Linked DNA regions of Anser cygnoides: region 1 is linked to region 2. Evidence: chromatin contacts called from public Hi-C data. All regions are on one chromosome and are shown on one strand. Each heading gives the region's core, a stretch centred on a gene start, on an enhancer-like site or on the middle of the called end of the contact. The rest is flanking DNA. Distances are from core to core; before and after follow the strand shown.

Region 1 (2,700 bases), core at 92-2,591, 130 kb before region 2:
CCTGTGGGTCAGCTGCTGTCCATGTCTGTATCCCCATCCTCATCCCACCTGCATCCCTACCCTTGCCCCATCTGCATTCCCATCCCCGTCTCCCTTCCTGTCCCCATTCCATCCCCATCCCCATTCCATCTGCATCCCCTTCCCACCCCACCCCATCGCATCTGTATCTCCATCCCCGTTCCCATCCCACCTGTATCCCCATCCCCTCGCCATCCCATCCCATCCCACCCGTATCCCTGCCTCCATCCCCATCCCACCCTACCCCATCCCGCCCGTATCCTATCCCATCCCACCTGCATTCCCATCCCCACCTCCATTCCTGTCTCCATCCCATCCCCATCCTCACCCCACCCTGCCCCATCTGTATCTCCATCCCCATCCCCACCTCACCCTACCCCACCTGTACCCCCATCCCACCCTGCCCCACACAAACCCTATCCCCACCCCACCCCACCTGTATCCCTGCCTCCATCCCCACCCCCACCCCCATCCCATCCCATCCCACCCCACCCGCATCCCCGTCCCCATCTGCACCCCTGTCCCCATCCCATCCCACCCCATCCTGCTCCACCTGTATCCCCATCCCCATCCCCATCCCATCCCACCCCATCCCATCGCCATCCCCAACCCACCCCGTCTCACCCTACCCCATCCCATCTGTATCCCCGTCCCCATTCCCCCCCGCCCTCCCCGCTCCCCGCCGGTCCCCACCGCCGCGTGGCCGCTTGAAGCCCTCTCCCCGGCAGCGGGGCGGAGCCGGGTGACGCCTGCCCGGGAAGGGGGGGGGGGGGGGCGGCGCCGGTGCCGATCCGGACCCGCTCCCGCTCCGCTCCCGGTGCTGGTCCCGCGGTGCCGGTCCCGCAGCGCCGCTCCCCCCCCCCCCCCCCATGGGCGCCCCCCGCCGCCGGGGCTGAGCCTCAGCCGCCTCCTCCGCGGCGCCGCCCCGCGCCCGCCCCGCTCCCCCCCCCCCTCCCGGGGGCTCCGCGCCCCCCCCCCGCCGCTCGCTGCTCCCCCCCCACCCCGAGCCCCGAGCCCCGAGCCCCGAGCCCCGGCCCCGGCCGCGGCCGCCTCCCGGGGGCGGCGGAGGGAGGCCGGGCGTGGGGCCCGGCGGGCGGCGCCCGGGGCGAGCCCAAGATGGCCGGAGGCGGCGGGGGCGGGGGGCGCTGAGCGGCCCCCACCGGGCACCGGCACCGGCAGCGGGCACCGGGGGGCAGCGGGGCCGGGCCGCCCCCCCCCCCACCCCTCAGCGCCCCCCGCTCGGCTGCGGGAGGAGGAGGAGGAGGAGGAGGAGGCGGCGGCGAGGCTGCGTGCTGCCGCGGGTGGGTTTGGGGTTGGGGCTTTATTTTTTTTATTATTGATTTTTTTAATACCTTTTTTTTGTTTTTTTTTTCTCTCCCCCGGTAGGGCAGCTCAAAATGGCTGAGGGCTGACTCGGCTCGCCCCGAGCTGCGCCGCCCGTGCCCGGTTCCCGGAGCCCCCCCCCCCGGTAGCGGCTGGGCAGCCCCGGCCCGCCCCGGCCCCTTTGTTGGCTCCCTCCGGGGGCGGCTCTGGCGCTCCGGGGGCTGGAATGAGAGCGGGCTAGGCTGGAGCCCCCCCCCAGCCTGCTTCCTCCCCCCAACCCTTCTCCTTTTTTTTTTTTTTTTTTTTTTTTTTTTAAATATTTTATTTTCCTCCCCCGAAGAGGACCCAGCCCCTCGTGAGAATTCCGAGCAGGTTGATTTTGGGTCCGCGGCGCTCGGGCTCTCCCCCTCCCTCCCCTCCCTCCTTCCTCCCTCCCTCCCTCCCTTTGCGAAACCCATTTTCTTTTTTCATTCCTATTTATGAACGGAGGCAGAGGCTGGGAGGGTTGCTTTGGGCTCGGGGCTGGAATCTCGTCTGAATGATTGGCCTGTCTTCCCTCTGAGCTCTCCCATTCAAGACCTCACAATTTTGAAGCAGGCGAGAGGGGTTTTTTTTTTCTTCTCTTTTTTTTTTTTTCTTGTCTTTTTTTTCCTCTTCCTTTTTTTTTTTCGCCGCTCTGCCGGGTTAGAAGCAAACCTTTGGGGCCGCGGAGAGAAGTCGTTTTTTTTTTCACCGTCGTCATCATTGCTGTTATTTTTTTTTTTTTAATTATTTTTAATCTTCCTCCTTTTCCCGTTTTGGATCTTAACCCTTTGATCTGTTTCCTTTAAAAGACTCCGATTCCGAACTCCCATCAGGGAGAGAGGGAGGAGGAATACAGGAAAAAAAAAAAATCTGAGCGAGTCTGGGCTCTCAGCTGCTAGCCAGGTTGGTGGGGGACAAAAGTCCCTTTAAAATATTGAATGTCGGTTGCAAACCTAAGAAAAGAAAAATCAAATCCGGAGCGCTAAATTTAGGAGGTTTATATGGCACTTGGACCCTGCTGCTGGATTTTGTATGGATTTTTTTCAACCTTCGGTAAGTTTCGATTCGCCCTCGGGGATAAAAAGAGACAAATTGCTTTTGGGGGTTGTTAAGACTTCGGGTTGTAAATCCTACAGTATCACGCCTTTTTTTTTTTTTTTTTTAACCGTTTGCCTTGCTTTTTTAATGAAACGACACAGATACCGTGTTTTCGTGCTTGAGATTCCTAGAGTGCTGCCCCGTGGCTCATTTTTATTCCCGATTTTAGGGATCTGTTGAGGTTTTTTATTTACCGTGCGTGCCGGGGAGGAGGGGGGGAGCCCAGCGATTCACCCC
Region 2 (2,700 bases), core at 158-2,657:
CCGGTGCCGGTGGGCTGTTGTTCTCGGCGCTGAGCCTCACTTGCAGGAGGGCATCCATGAGGTCCCTCACGGTGTCCCCACAGAAGGCTTCCTGCCAGGGGACACAGGTGAGCCCCCCACCTCAGCTCCAGCACCCCGCAGCCCCCTGTCCCAGCCCCTTCGGCACCTTGTGTTCGGTGAACTTCTGCTGGAGCAGCTCGTCCCTGACCTTGAGGCACTTCTTCAGCAGGGCCAAGTCCTTGTTGGGGAAGATCTGGGGGAGAAAAGCTCCGTTACAGCAAAGGGCTCCAGCTCAGCCCAGCGTTAGCTCCCTCCTGCAGGGCACACCCCAGCTCCTTCCTCTCTTCCCTCATGAGAAGACCACGCAGTGCCTGTGTCCACGCTCACCTGGAGCCAGGGGAAGATGTCCACCAAGCTCTCCTTGGCCACGGTGTCCACGATGCCCTGGCTGTACTCCAGCATGGCCTCGAACTCGGGGTCCCCGCGCCGGTAGGAGGAGTTGAAGCAGAGGGAGCAGACCACGTTGGTGACGGCCCGCGTGAGCTCCGGGGCCATGTCCAGGGCTGCATCCTGCGCGGCGCTGAGCGTCTCACACAGGGACGCGGCCTCCTGGCAGACTTTTTGGGGAAGGAGAGGCAGGAGAGGGGACGCTGAGCCCTGGGGGTGGCCAAGGGGGTGGCAGGAGGCACCTCCAGCAGGGGCTGAGCCTGAGGGGCTGGGCAGCAGGGAGGATGTTTGGGGCAGGATGGAGCAGAGAGGCCGGAGGTGCAATGAGGACAGAAAAGACACACACACGTGATAGCGGGGTGGCGGGGGACACTTACTGATCTTCTCGAGGGCGAGCGAGCCCTCCCCGAACATGGAGAGGGCGGCGTGCACCAGCTTGCGCTGGAACTTCCAGAGGGGGCTGTAGCTGGCGAAGGCGATGTCCTTGCCCCCCCGGGACAGCAGGTCCGTGGTCACCTGCGGGGCACACGGCCACGGGGTCACCCTGCTGCCAGGCAGCCCCACAGCATCCTCGCCCCGCACCGGGGGATCCCCCGAAGCCATCCCCCCGACTCACGGTGCGGGGCCGTCCGGCGAAAGCCTTCCCCTTCTTCAGCAGCACCTCCCTGGCGTGCTGGTAGCTGTTGACCACCACCACGTAGTGGGAGCCCATCCAGAGCCCGTAGAGGCTGCCGTAGCGGCCCTGCAGGCGCCAGAGCCGCAGGTGGAGCTGGGGGTGCCCGGCCAGCTGCAGCAGGCTCCCCACCAGCGGCAGGGCTGGCAGGCTCCGCAGCCGCCCCGTCCCCGTCCCCGTGGGACCCCGCCGGCGTGCCAGCCCCCAGGCGCACAGCAGGGCCAGGCACAGCAGCAGGGCGGCCAGCGGCAGCATGGTGGGGCGGCTGCGGGGCTGTGCGGCCCCCGCTCCTTTATACCCGCCCGGCAGCGTCCCCTTGACCCTGGGACGGGCTCGGCTGCTTATCGGGGGGATGGCGGCGGGCCGTGACGGGCGCTGGGCCAGCTCGGCAGCTGGGGAGAGGGCGGAGGGGCTGGGAGCACGGGGGGAGCCCCTGGGGGCTCCTCTGGGTGCAGTGACCGGGGCTGGGGACGGGGGAGGGCTGGGGGCTGCTGACACGCTGTGAGACCCTCCTGGTGCCCGAGAGGGGCTGGGGCACTGGGCGGCACTGGGATGCCTGGGCAATACTGGGAAGAATTGGGCAATATGGTGCAGGACTGGTTTGAATTGGTTAGTACTGGGCAGCACTGAGCAATACTGGGCAGCACTGGGCGATATGGTGCAGGAGTGGTTTGAACTGGTTAGTACTGGGCAGCACTGGGCAGCACTGGGATGCCCGGGCAGCACTGGGCAGCACTGGACAGTCCTGGGCAACATTGGGCAATACGGTGCAGGACTGGTCAGTACTGGCTAGTACTGGGCAATACTGGGCATCACTGTGCAATGTGGTGCAGAACTGGCTAGTACTGGTTAGTACTGGGGAGCACTGGGCGATATGGTGCAGGAGTTGTTTGAACTGGTTAGTACTGGGCAGCACTGGGATGCCTGGGCAGCACTGGGCAGCACTGGACAGTCCTGGGCAACATTGGGCAATACGGTGCAGGACTGGTCAGTACTGGCTAGTACTGGGCAATACTGGGCATCACTGTGCAATGTGGTGCAGAACTGGCTAGTACTGGTTAGTACTGGGGAGCACTGGGTGATATGGTGCAGGAGTGGTTTGAACTGGTTAGTACTGGGCAGCACTGGGATGCCTGGGCAGCACTGGGCAGCACTGGACAGTCCTGGGCAACATTGGGCAATACGGTGCAGGACTGGTAAGTACTGGGCAGCACTGGGCAATACTGGGCATCACTGTGCAATGTGGTGCAGAACTGGTTAGTACTGGGCACCACTGGGTGATATGGTGCAGGACTGGTTAGAACTGGTTAGTACTGGGCAGCACTGGGCAATATGGTGCAGGACCGGTCGGTACTGGGCAGCACTGGTCACCACTGGCACCCCCCCCGCCCTTCGCCTTCCCGCCTCTTCTGTCCCTCCGCGCTCGCCGTAGCGCCGCGGCGGTGGCGGGGCGTGCCGCGGGCAAGATGGCGGCGGGCGGCGCGGCGGAGGCCCAGGCGCGGTTCGGGCACTCGGTGAAGGGGCTGCTGACCGAGAAGGTGACGAGCTGCGGCACCGACGTCATCGCCCTCACCAAGCAG

What was found. A called contact is a pair of places that touch in the nucleus more often than the background predicts.
Region 1: a Hi-C map of liver shows a contact between it and region 2, with 7 times the contacts expected there. The contact joins the promoter of TRIM8 here to the promoter of CYP17A1 in region 2. A contact is called at or near these places in 3 of 7 Hi-C or Micro-C datasets (all in liver).

Annotation. Positions count from the first base shown.
Region 1 is chr7:13,817,689-13,820,388 of Taihu_goose_T2T_genome, reverse strand. It overlaps TRIM8 (tripartite motif containing 8), which reads left to right and starts at 1,341. Exons shown (of 7, transcript XM_048060435.2): 1 at 1,341-2,418. It overlaps LOC136791219 (a long non-coding RNA gene), which reads right to left and starts at 385. Exons shown (of 2, transcript XR_010832711.1): 1 at 1-385.
Region 2 is chr7:13,686,434-13,689,133 of Taihu_goose_T2T_genome, reverse strand. CYP17A1 (cytochrome P450 family 17 subfamily A member 1) reads right to left here and starts at 1,407. Exons shown (of 8, transcript XM_013174485.3): 1 at 1,064-1,407; 2 at 825-963; 3 at 388-617; 4 at 167-253; 5 at 1-91. The coding sequence starts at 1,375. It overlaps BORCS7 (BLOC-1 related complex subunit 7), which reads left to right and starts at 2,521. Exons shown (of 4, transcript XM_067000233.1): 1 at 2,521-2,700. The coding sequence starts at 2,587.